Linked DNA regions of Pan troglodytes: regions 1 and 3 are each linked to region 2. Evidence: chromatin contacts called from public HiChIP or PLAC-seq data. All regions are on one chromosome and are shown on one strand. The core of a region is the stretch at or near the end of the contact, and the rest is flanking DNA. Distances in the headings are between cores, read along the strand shown.

Region 1 (3,862 bases), core at 725-3,224, 160 kb after region 2:
CAACTCTTGAAGCTCACCTGTCATCTCCCATTTTTTCGAGGCTCTTTTTTAACATTTGCTGCTCTGTCTGCTTAACACATTCCCTGCCCAGATCTGTAGGCTCACTCTCATCACTCAAGCCTTGGATCTCATACCAGTTCCTTGGACGCAGCCTTCCAGACCCTCAAACTAGGGAAGCCCTGCTGACCTTTCACTCCACTCGTTTTGCTGAAAGCACCTGTGTTTGGTGTCTGGTCTCTCTTGTTCACTGCTGTTAGAGCCGTGCCTGATTGACAGCAACCTGCCCCTGACCACCCACACTCACCATCTGGCCCTGCTTGGCCATCTTCTTAATGTCTGCAATGATTTTCTTCTCCTGGGTCTCTAGTTTCTGTCGCTCGCGGTCCAGCTCCCGCATGGCACGGTTCAAGGCCCTCTGGTTCTGCCGCAGTAGCTCCTCTGGCGTCTTCCGGCGCCCGAACAATAGGTCCATGATGGTAGAAGCTCACTGGCAGGCCTGAGACAGATGTGAGTGAGGCCCAGTTGTAGGGCATGGGGCCCAGGAAGGGCAAGAAGCAGAACAGGGTCACGGGAGCCTTGCCAAATGGGAAGGGGCTAACGGAGACTGGAGGCAGGAATGAGGGGCCAAAAAGGAGCAGCTGAGAACACTGGGATTGTCCCGGGGACACATAAAGGGGGACAGGTAGACCTGAAAATTATCCAAGTGCTGGCCTGAACCCCTCCTTCATCGCCATGCCCCAACAGAAGTTACGGCTTGCAAGTTCAGCTTCCCTCTCCAGAACCATGGGTGAGGCCCTGGAGTCCTTGATACGACTGAGAGCGGGGGGTGACGCGGGCCGGTGCACTGGTGTTTTGGGGACTGTGGGCACCGAGGACAGAGCAATTGTGGGGGTTCTGATAGAGGAGGACAGGATGGGCGGAAACGCTAAGTACCAAGAACAGGTGAATGTGGGGCTGTGAAGCTCAGGACAAGGCATTAGGATTTGGGGACCCTGAATGCTGAGGGACACGGTTGGGGGCGCTGGGGCATCCTGTACACTGAGGACGGGATGATGGAGATTGGGTCGCACTATACACCGAGGAGAGAGTCAGTGGGCCCGGCACCAAAGCAAGGTGGTGTTGGAGACCTCGATGTTGACGACAGGGTCCCAGGGAGAAGCGAGGCACCGGACACCCGGGCGAGTAGAAGGCCTCGTACGCTGCCGCCCGCACGCCCGCCCGGGATCCACGGTCCAGCAGGGGCCACTCACCGGAGCTGGGACGGACACCCGTTTCCGCTTCCGGGTCACGCTTCTCTTTCTGGGATCCCCGACTTGCCCACCGACTAAGGCCCCTTGGTCCTGTCGCCTCCGCCGCCGTTTCCGGATTAAACGACGTGACGTAACATGCCCCGCCCGCACCCGGAAGGTTGGGAAACTCCAGGAGCGCGCGTGCGCACGTGCCCTGGAACGGGCCAGCGTCCGAGCGCATGCGCAACAGCTCCCGTTTCCTCTGCGCGTCCGAGTGTTTCATGTTTTGAGTCCCGCCCGAGTCACCCAAGCCAGTACCGGGGTGGGCGCTTTCCACCCAACCTCCACTTGAGGACCCAGCTTATTCGTGAGACCTTGACTTCTGCCTGAGGCCTCAGATAGAAGGAGCCTCAGAAGGCTCCTCCTCCTCGGTGGGCCCACCCACACAAGAAAGGGGCAAAGCTAGAGATGGCTTGTTTCTTCCACTGTGCTGGCCTCTTGGCCAGGAAGCCACAGGTCACTGGATCCTGCCTACGCTTCTCATCCTAGAGTAGGCTTCATCCCAACCAACCCCAGGCACAGTCCTGGTATCCCCACCAACTTTAGAGCTGCCCCAGGCACTGGGCAGCCTGTTGTAGGGTGCTCCAATGCCACCTGTGACCACACCTTCCACCACCCCAGCTTTGCAGGCCCTAATGGACCTCAGCTGCCCCTCCCACCCCATAGAAGTAAGAAGCAGAGGCCATGCAGTAACATTCCCCTTTAATAGCCTGGTGGGACCTCCAGAGGTGGAGGGGTGGGTTGCCTGGGCCCAGCTACCCAGGCCCTTTGCCCACCCACTCCACAGCCCAGAGTGGGGGCTGAACAAGCACCCAGCAGGGGGGCTAGACAAGCCAATTCATTTCCCATCGCTGAGTGGGTCGGGGGAGGCAGCGCCGACCTTAATCACATGGTGTTAAAAAAAAAAAAAAACTAGGGGCACGTGGCAGGAAGGGGAGGCAAGGCCAAGGCAGGGGATTCCCCCACCGGCCGCCCCCCAAACCCCTACCCATGGCCCCCAATAAATATTTGCAGGGGATGCCAGGGCTTGTGGCCGTGGCGGGGGTGGGTATGCGCCAACCCTATTTCAGGCAGCGCTCGAAGTAGGTGGAGCCGATGTAGCCACCCCGCATGGAGCGCTGCACGTTCTGCTCAAACAGCCGCCGGTTGTTCTGCAGGACCTCTGCGGCCTCCTTGTTCAGTGGGTCCTCGGGGTTGGGCTCCTGTGGCCAGTACAGGTAGGGGGGGTCAACAGGCCAGAGGGACAGAAGGCCAATCTCCCCAGACCCAACCACCTATTCCTACTCACCAAGAAGAGATACTGCAGGCCATAAATTATGGAGTTTATCGTAAGGACTGGCTTCCAGTCCTCTCTGTGGACAGAGAGCATCAGGGTCAGGGCTTGGTGAGTGGGAGACTGCCACAGGCCCCTCTGGTATTGGGCAGGTCAGATCCAGGGCATAGGAGAGTGAGCATGTGAGAGGCTGGGAGGGAGGGTGTGGAGCAGGACAGGCCAAGGAGAAAACCAAGGTCAGGCCATGAGGAAGATGACTGGGAAATCAAGAAACCACAGACAACAAAGGGGTGGGAAGGGACAGAGTCTGATGTAGTGCCCACAAGACCATGAGGGAGGCCTGGCAGGCAGGGCCAAGGAGGGCAGTAGAGGGCCAGTGCCCTCACCTGAGGATGTTGAGGCAGACGTTGCCCTCGAGGTCAATGTTGGGGTGATAGACCATTGTCTCACACTTCACCTTGGGGGGATCATGCGGGTAACCCTGGCCCACCTGGCTCCAGGAAAAGAAAAGAGAGATGGGTAGGTGCCTGGAAGGGCCTCAGCTGCTGCCTCCTCTGTCCAGGGAGCCATCCCTGCCCGCCTGGGACTCACCTTAAAACTGAACACAAACTTCCCACTCTTGTAGAAGCCCTGGGAGGAAAAGGGGGAGAAGAAAATTTTAGGGTTCCATCCTGCGGGGCCCGATGGGCAGAACATGTCTCCCTCCTCTCAGTGGGGACACCCTTGGTTTGCTCCTGGGAATTCAGCCATATGCACCCTCACCTCATCAGGACAGATGACCAGCTTGAAGTTGAGGAGGTCGTCTGGATCTGAGAAGCTGATATCACACGTCTTGGGCAGGTTCAGCTCGTTTATGTCTGGGTTTGGGTAGCAGAGAGTCGGGAACAGAAAGAGGGAGGGGAAGAGAGAGAGAGAGAGGGAGCCAGCAGGACACTTAGGGCGGGTGTTTGTCAGCAGAGTCCCCATCGTCTCCTCCTGGACCCCCAGGCGCCTCTCCTGGGCTGTGCTCCACACCTCCAGCCCTCTCCTTGCTCCCCAGCTTGGCTCTTGTGGATACACAGCATACCCCAAACATGCATGTTCAGCTGTGTATGCGTGTCCCAACTCCTGGCCCAGGGTGACCCCCAACTTTTCTGTATCCACAGCTCCCAAATGCCCCCACTCCCAAACATCCTCTGACCGCCCTAAACCCCAGGCTCCCCATCCATGACCTCCACTCTACAGTATCTACCTGTTCACCCAAACTCAAAGATCCTGCCCACCCCCACCAACCCTCAGTCCTCACTGTCCTTCCTCTTCT
Region 2 (4,107 bases), core at 484-2,983:
CAAGATAGTCTCCCCATCTCATGATCATTAATTTAATCACACCTGCAAAGTCCATTTTGTGGTGTCAGGTAAAAGATTCACAAGTTCCAGGGATTCAGACCGGGATATCTTTGGAGGGTCTCAGAGATCCTCCTCATTGCTTCCCTCTCCCACCCAACCTAGGGGAGTGGGGGTGTGCAATGGTATTTCTGACCCAGACGGGCCAAGCAGGGGAGTCAGAAAGGGGCCCTTGCCTGGTGTTGCACAGAAGAGGGAGAGGATGTTCTGTGCCTGAGGGTAGACCAGGAAGGCTGCCTGGAGGAGGGAGCTGTATCCTAAAGGATGCTCAGGAGCTGGCATTGAGGCCAGTGGCACAGCCTGCACAAATACAGGAGGACCTGGGGAGGCCAGGGGTGGGGCTGGGGGTATTGGGTGGGGCTGGCCGCATTCTCTGTCTTAACCAGCTCGCTCCTAGGTGCTTTTGTGGCTTCTGCACTCTACCAGCTTGGAGCCAGGGGCCTCATTCTCTCTTGCAGTAAAATGAGGCTGATGACTGAGTCTAGGAGTTGCTGAGCATCTGGTCTGCTGATTACCACCTTGGTGCCCAGTGTCTGCCTGCCTATCCACTGCTTTCAAACAAAGAGGCTGCCTGAAACCACCCAGGGGGACGCCTCCCACCCTTGCCCAGCCTCAGCCAATCTCCTCTTTCTCTTCTTCAGAGCTGGAGTTGTGCCCTCCTATCCTCTCTCTGCCCACCCCATCACTGCTGTACACCCTGCCCCTTGGCACTTCGGCCCCGGACTTGCTCCTCCTGGCAGGCCTGGGTGCTTGTGAAGCCGGGTGCCAGAGGGCCCAGCACGGCACGGCCTTTGATTCTCTTTTCTGTAAATCGACGACAATAAATTCTCTTTTTCCTTCATCCACAAGTGTTTACTGAGCGCCTTCTGTGTACCAGGCCGCACCAGGGTGCGGAGCAAAGACCAACCTCAGGGAGCAGATGAGGTCCAGGCGGCTGAGCCAACCGAACCATGGTTCTGGTAGCACTGCCTCCCCCGCCACCCTCAGGGGGCCCTGCTCCCCAAGCCCTTCCCAAATCCTGCCGTCCAGCTCTCCTCCCCACCTTGCAGGAGGGACGCCAGGGCCCGGTTTTCGGGTTCCGCCATTCTTTCCTCAGTGAGGGTCGGAGAGGTCCCTGCCCACGCCAGACCCGTCCCCAGCCGTCGCGGCACCCTCTTGTGATCAGGCGGAGGGACCAAGGGCCAAGAGCGGGGCTTCGCCGGACGCTAGGAGCATCACTGTCCAGACTGACAGATGGGGAAACTGAGGCTGACCAGCTGGGCAGGGCGTGCATACGAATCTGGGTCCTGGAAGCGTTCTGCAAGATCCCTTCTCACCTCAACCGCACGTGCTGGCATCCTTGGGTTTCCCTCCTTCCCCAGATCACAGCCGCACTTCTCTCCTCCGCCCTCATAGTCACCGCCCTGCTTTCTCCCTCCTCTTGCCCCGGGCGGGCCCCGCCCAGAATGCGGAGAGGCCTTCGGGGAAGCGCGGACCAATCGGAGGCCCTATGTAGGGCTGAAGAGGCGGGACTCTGGTCGCCATAACAACTCATCACGCCTGTGCTGCGCGCGCGTCGCCTTCGTGCCGCAGCCCTATTAAGTGAGGCAGGGAAGGCGCGCCAGACTCGACGGCCAATCAGGGACCCGAGGGCGATGTTGCCATGACGACCACGTTGCGCTGGAGATTGCGACAGGCGCTGGAACCGCGGGGAACTCGGGGAGCGAGTGGTGAGAACAGTGAGCACCAGCACTCCGATGGCACTGGCGAGAGGAAAGGCTGCGGCGCGCAGAGCGAGGCTGCGGGACCCCAGGATGGGGGACAGGAGGCTGCGGGGCCTCAGGTGAGCAGCAAGCGAGAGACCAGTCCCTTCGAGCGCCCTCACGCGTTTTGTCCCCACGCCACGCCGGGGACGAGTCTGTGGCACAGACTCGTCCCCGGCCCCGCGGGCTTAAGTTGTCTGGGGGCTGTCGCTGTGAGTACAGATCATATAGTTATGAATACATTTTAACGCAGATCCAAACACATAGTATAACGTGAGGATCCTATATAAAGTGAGACGCCTCAAAAAAAAAAAAAAAAAAAAAAAAAGATTTTTTTTTTTTTAGCCGGACGTGGTGGCGGGCGCCTGTAGTCCCAACCACTCGGGAGGCTGAGGCAGGAGAATCGCTTGAAGCCGGGAGGCGGAGGCTTCAGTGAGCCGAAATCGCGCCACTGCACTCCAGCCCGGGCGGCAGAGCGAGAGACTCCGTTTGGGGGGGGAAAGTGTTTTTTTAAATGCAGTCAAATTCGAACGTAGGTTGATAGGATCACATAGTTGATCCGCTCTAACCCCACACCCACTTGCAGACCTGGTTAGTGCTGAGGTCCTCTCATCCCAGGGAGTAGGCTAGGGTTCGCACTGGCTCCCCTGGGGCCCGGCTTGGCGTGGCAAAGCTGGGAGTCTCGCCCTAGGTTGGGGTTTCCTCTGCTCTGTAAGCCTCTGCAGAAGGAGCAGAGGGTGGTGGGAGAAGAAGTGCCCAAGAGGGGCCACAAGCTACCTGTGATCTGTGTCCCTCCACCAGGGGGATGGGTGCTTTCATTTTTATCGTTGTGGAAAACTTCACATTAAGTACTTCTCCAAAGAATCTCCCAGACATCTACTTGTTCTTTCAAAACATATGATTTTTTTAAAAAATAATTTACATACCATAAAATTTGCCGATTTTGAGTGTACAATTCAAGGCTGGGCGCGGTGGCTCACGCCTGTAATCCCACCAATTTGGGAGGCTGAAGTGGGCGGATCACCTGAGGTCAGGAGTTCGAGACCAGCCTGACCAACATGGAGAAACCCCATCTGTACTAAAAATACAAAATTAGCTGGGCGTGGTGGCACATGCCTGTAATCCCAGCTCCTCGGGAGGCTGACAGGCAGGAGAATTGCTTGAACTCGGGAGGCGGAGGTTGCGGCGAGCCGAGATTGCACCATTGCACTCCAGCCTGGGCAACAAGGGCGAAACTGCGTCTCAAAAAAAAAAAAAAAAAAAAAAAAAAAGGCCGTAGGTCTGAATAGACCCCTCACCTAAGAAAAATAGATACATAGCTGGCAAATAGGCACATGAAAATATGCTCCACATCATATGCCATTAGGGAACTGCAAATTGAAACAATAATGAGATACTACTATACATCTATTAGAATGGCTACAATGCAAAACACTGATAGCAACATATGCTAGCAAGGTTGTGAGGCAATGGGAACTCTCGTTTACTGCTGATAGAAAGGCAAAATGGTATAGCCACTTTGGAAGACAGTTTGGCAGTTTCTTACAAAAAGTTAAATATAGTCTTACCATATGATACAGCAATCACACTCCTGGGTATTTGCACAAATGAGTTGAGAACTTATGTCCATGCGAAAACCACACAAATTATTATAGCAGCTTTATTCATAATTGCTCAAAACTTGAATCAACCCAGATGTCCTTCAATAGATAAATGGCTAATCTGTGTTACATCCACACAATGGAATATCATTCAGCAATAAAATTAACTGTGCTACCAAGTTATGAAAGGCATGGAGGAGTCTGAAATGCACATTGGTAAGTGACAGAAGCCAGACTGAAAAAGCTACATACTGTATGATTACAAGTTTATGACATTCTGGAAAAGGTAAAGCTATAGAGACAGTAAAGCAGTGACTGCCAGGGGCTCAGTGGGAGGGAGGGAGGGAGGGAGGAATGAATAGTAGCACAAGTAATTTTTGGGGGCAGTAAAAGTATTTTTTACTATATTGTAATGGTGGATACATGAGTGTATGCATTTGTGAAAACCCATATAATGTACATTAATAATAATGTACTAATATTCATTTTAAAATGTTAACAAATAGGCCGGGTGCGGTAGCTCATGCCTGTAATCCCAGCATTTTGGGAGGCTGAGCGGGGCGGATCACGAGGTCAGGAGATGGAGACCATCCTGGCCAAAATGGTGAAACCCCAACTCTACTAAAAATACAAAAATTAGCTGGGTGTGATGGCACGCGCTTGTCGTCCCAGCTATTCGTGAGGCTGAGACAGGAGAATTGCTTGAA
Region 3 (3,850 bases), core at 645-3,144, 180 kb after region 2:
GTGAAGAAATAGGATGAGGCTGTTGCAAAAGGAGTACAGTGAATGCTTCACTGCCTAGTCTATGCTGTACCGTTTGATCCTCAGACCTACCCCATGTGGAAGGCAGATGAGGAAACAGGCAAAGAAAGGCCATCTACAACCCACAGACTTATGCAGCTGGAAGCCCTCCCTTAGCCACCTGTATCCCTGGTCTTCTCTCCGCTCGGGCCTGTGCAAAGTCTCTGATAGTCTCCCTGCTCCAAACACAGGCTTTTTTTTTTTTTTCTTTGAGACATGCTGTCAGTCAGTTGCCCAGGCTGAAGTGCAGTGGCGAGATCATGCATCACTGCAGACTTGACCTCCCGGGCTCCAGAGATCGGCCTCCCAAGTAGCTGAGACAACAGGTGTGTGCCACGACATCCGGCTAGTTTCTTAATTTTTCTGTAGGGATGGGATCTTACTATGTTGCCTAGGCTGTTCTTGAACTCCTGGGCTCAAGCAGATGATCCTCTTGCCTTGACCTCCCAAAGTGCTGGGACTTACAGGTTTGTTCCACCATGCCGGCCCACAGGCTGTTTTTTAGGACTAGAAGACACTTCTCTCCCCTGTATCCTTCCCTTCTTCTACATGTGCAACCTCATTCCTGCGCTACAGCTCTCTCTTTACCAGGTGGATGGCATCTATACACCTACAGCCTGGGCATCAGCATCACTGCTGGCGTCTCCCCCTACCCAACGCCAGGGCTTACTTCACCTTCTACTCTCTCATCTACTTCGATGTGGCTCCTCATTTGGGCCCCACCATCATTCCCCTCCCAGCTTGGAAGCCTCACTCCACCTAATCCTCCATGTCAACCTGTGCAGTCACTTGTATGGCTCAGCTCCCAGGCAGCACCCTCTCTCCCTACTCAGCTCCATCTTCTAAGCCCAACATCACACTACGCAATGCCCCATCTCAGCTTCCTGATTTAGCTGGGGTTGGAAGGGGATGGGGGAGCTTCGCAATGGGTGGGGGGGCGGCAAAGGCTCCAAGACTGGCTGGAACAGGAGCCTGCAAGGAAGTCCCGAGATTCTGATTCCGCCCATCTTCAGATCACTGTGCCTTCGAGAACTTGTTTCCCCATTTGCAAGTGGGGCTGACCTCCCTCCTCGCGCTGTTCCTTCTGCAGCTGCGGCTTTAGGAAGGAATCTGCGTTTATGAAGGGGATGGCACCGCAGAATCATTCCCCCGTGGGTGGCATCGATTTCGAGGGCCGCCTCATCCTGGGGGCCAAGCCTCCACTCTTCAAGGTGCCAAGTCAACCTGAAACCCTGGGAGAGACTTGGGTCATAGCCAAGATGGCAGGTACCTACAGAGGGTCCCGAAATACACTTCCCAGAAGTCCAGGCGGCAACTTCCGCTCCAGGGTGCCAAGGTAGGTCCTGACGACGCCTAGGCAACCAGGGGCGGGGCTCCCAAAGCCTGTCGTCGTGGCAACGAGTAGTGATTGACAAGCCTCTCGCTCTAGCCCTGGGCGCTCCCGCAAGGACTGCCCGGATTCGTCCCCCGCGCTTCCGGTCTCACTGGGGAGCCGGAATCCCCGAGTCTGCAGCCACCGCCCCCGTCCACACGCTAGCCCTCCCGGTTAAGAGGACCCCGCCCTCACCTCTGCGCTCAGCGGGCCGCTCCGCGCTCCTGAGCACGCGCAGTCTTCGACTTCCCCCTCCCGCTGGACTACGTCTCCCAGGATGCTCCGCGCACCAGCTCGAGCGCCTCCTCGCCCTTCCCCCACCCTCGCCCCCGTTTCTACACCCTCTCCTCCCTTCCCCTAGCGGTGGTCGCAATGATCAGGTCATACTCCTGGCCGCTTCTTCCCATGCTCCCCGCCTCGAATCCGTGCGTCGGCATGCGCAAGCCTCTCGGGTACAACAGACGGCAGCACCGCCTACCAGATCGCGCATGCCCCCCACCACGTTTTCCTCAATTCTCTACGGGCCTTCCTGAGATTAGCAGGATCCTGCACCAATCACGGCCGTCATTATAACTCCATCGGTGCCCCACCGCGTCTCCATGGCAACTCCCTACAGGAAAGGGCCTCTGCTACTTCCTAGACCGCAAAATGGAGAAAGGCTTGGCCCGATGCTTTCCGGCAGATGTAGTCAGCAGGCCCTTCGTGTGTAAGTGCGCGCGCGGCGCGATGACGTTCCTCTGTGATCATGGGCGAGGGGCGGGCCCTGAACGTCTCCATGGTAACCTGGGGACACGACTCGACATCGCCTGGGTAACCCGGAGACGCGGCGGGCGTTGAAAATGCAATGGGGCATGTGGGATGAGGAGGTGGGGAAGGGTACTGGCGCAGAGAGATGCCGATCGATAGAAACAGCGAGGAGAGACGGAGAGAGACCAGAGAATCAAGGGCAAAGAGAGACGAAGGACGGGCGGGAGGAAGAGAGAGAGAGACAGAGAGACAGACTCACAGACTGGGAGGACCGGAGACTCGACGCGAGGAGAGACAGTGAAAATAAGTGAACAAACATAGAGACACGGGTCCAAGTTATAAGAGGGCTGAGTGGATCAGAGGGTCAGGGCCGGGCAAACAGGTGTCAGAACAGTTAGCAAGAGAGAGGCAGATCAGAAAGGGATGCAGATGAAAGAGGCACAAAGAAGGAAACGCAGAATGGGTTCACAGAGACAAGAAATGCAGATATCCAGACTCAAGAGGTAGACAAGAAGGGAGAGGGACAGAAACAAGAAGGGAGAAAAGGGACAGAAATTAGAGATACAGTAAGATGGATTGACAGTTTTCAAAGACCTAGAGAAAGATGAGAGCACGAAGAGAGACAGGGAGAATCCGAGGTAAAACTGTTAGGAAAACTTAGGAGTCCAGATGCTGTCCAGTTATATGCTACCTTGTACAGGTTGATAGGTTGCAAATGCTTTCTGTCCAGTGTATCGCTTTGTAGCTCACTAAGCAGTTTTGTATCCAACTTTGTGCTTTTATTTCAGTGTTTTTCTTTTTCTTTCTTTTTTTTTTTTTTTTGACGGAGTCTCGCTGTTGCCAGACTGGAGTGCAGTGGCACGATCTCGGCTCACTGCAACCTCCGTCTCCCAGGTTCAAGCGATTCTCCTGCCTCAGCCTCCCGAGTAGCTGGGACTGCAGGCTGCTCCACCACACCCGGCTGATTTTTGTATTTTTAGTAGAGATGGGGTTTTAACATGTTGGCCAGACTGGTCTTGACCTCCAGACCTCTGGTGATCCGCCCACCTCGGCCTCCCAAATTGCTGGAATTACAGGTGTGAGCCACCGCGGCCGGCCAGTGTTTATTCTTCCTTTCCTGTCTTCCTAGAATCATCTTGCTGCTTCCCTCAGTACGGTAAATAAATCTTTGACACATGCTCACTGAGAGTCGTGTTTTTAACTGTTTTGAAATTATATTTGGCAGTCTGAAGGGAACCTGTTCTCCGGGCTAGGGGACAAACAGGGAAAAAGAAAATAGTGACACATACCCAGGAAAGGAAGGAAGAAGGGAGGGTGATGTAAGACAGAGACATTAGGCGGCGAGAAAGCCAGCCTTTGGTCAGAAGCAGCTTCTGGCGCCCCTGGCTGGACTCTGTGCGGTGCGGCCTCGTTGCCAAACTACATTTTCCGGCAGTACCCGGGACGCCGGGCGCAGAGCGGAGAGCGTCGCAAGGGGCGGGCCTGACGCAGCCTCCTCCCTGCCCGGCCGTCGCCAGGCAACCTTCCCCCTTCGCGGCCGAGATGGACCCTGGGCTCGGCGTCCTCCGGAAAACTGCACTGTGAGGCGGGGCGATGGGGAAGGGCCGAAGCCCCGCCAGCCCAGCTAAAGCAGACGGCTCGCACTGCGACCCGAAGGTGAGGTTGATCGGCCGC

Evidence for each region. HiChIP or PLAC-seq counts read pairs in DNA pulled down with a chosen protein or histone mark.
Region 1: an H3K4me3 HiChIP or PLAC-seq map of stem cell-derived excitatory neurons shows a contact between it and region 2, with 3 times the contacts expected there. The contact joins the promoter of CHMP2A here to the promoter of ZNF584 in region 2. A contact is called at or near these places in 1 of 7 Hi-C or Micro-C datasets (stem cell-derived neural progenitor cells) and 1 of 1 datasets of contacts at active chromatin or transcription factors (stem cell-derived excitatory neurons).
Region 3: an H3K4me3 HiChIP or PLAC-seq map of stem cell-derived excitatory neurons shows a contact between it and region 2, with 4 times the contacts expected there. The contact joins the promoter of MZF1 here to the promoter of ZNF584 in region 2.

Annotation. Positions count from the first base shown.
Region 1 is chr20:61,499,021-61,502,882 of NHGRI_mPanTro3-v2.0_pri, forward strand. CHMP2A (charged multivesicular body protein 2A) reads right to left here and starts at 1,975. Exons shown (of 6, transcript XM_003316765.6): 1 at 1,251-1,975; 2 at 305-496. The coding sequence starts at 472. It overlaps UBE2M (ubiquitin conjugating enzyme E2 M), which reads right to left. Exons shown (of 6, transcript XM_016937020.4): 2 at 3,325-3,419; 3 at 3,154-3,192; 4 at 2,949-3,052; 5 at 2,578-2,641; 6 at 1,975-2,491. The coding sequence ends at 2,351.
Region 2 is chr20:61,337,085-61,341,191 of NHGRI_mPanTro3-v2.0_pri, forward strand. ZNF584 (zinc finger protein 584) reads left to right here and starts at 1,734. Exons shown (of 4, transcript XM_016937003.4): 1 at 1,734-1,879.
Region 3 is chr20:61,516,915-61,520,764 of NHGRI_mPanTro3-v2.0_pri, forward strand. It overlaps MZF1 (myeloid zinc finger 1), which reads right to left and starts at 1,895. Exons shown (of 6, transcript XM_016937019.4): 1 at 1,625-1,895. It overlaps LOC134809136 (a long non-coding RNA gene), which reads left to right. Exons shown (of 6, transcript XR_010153997.1): 4 at 272-383; 5 at 1,148-1,393; 6 at 1,487-2,135.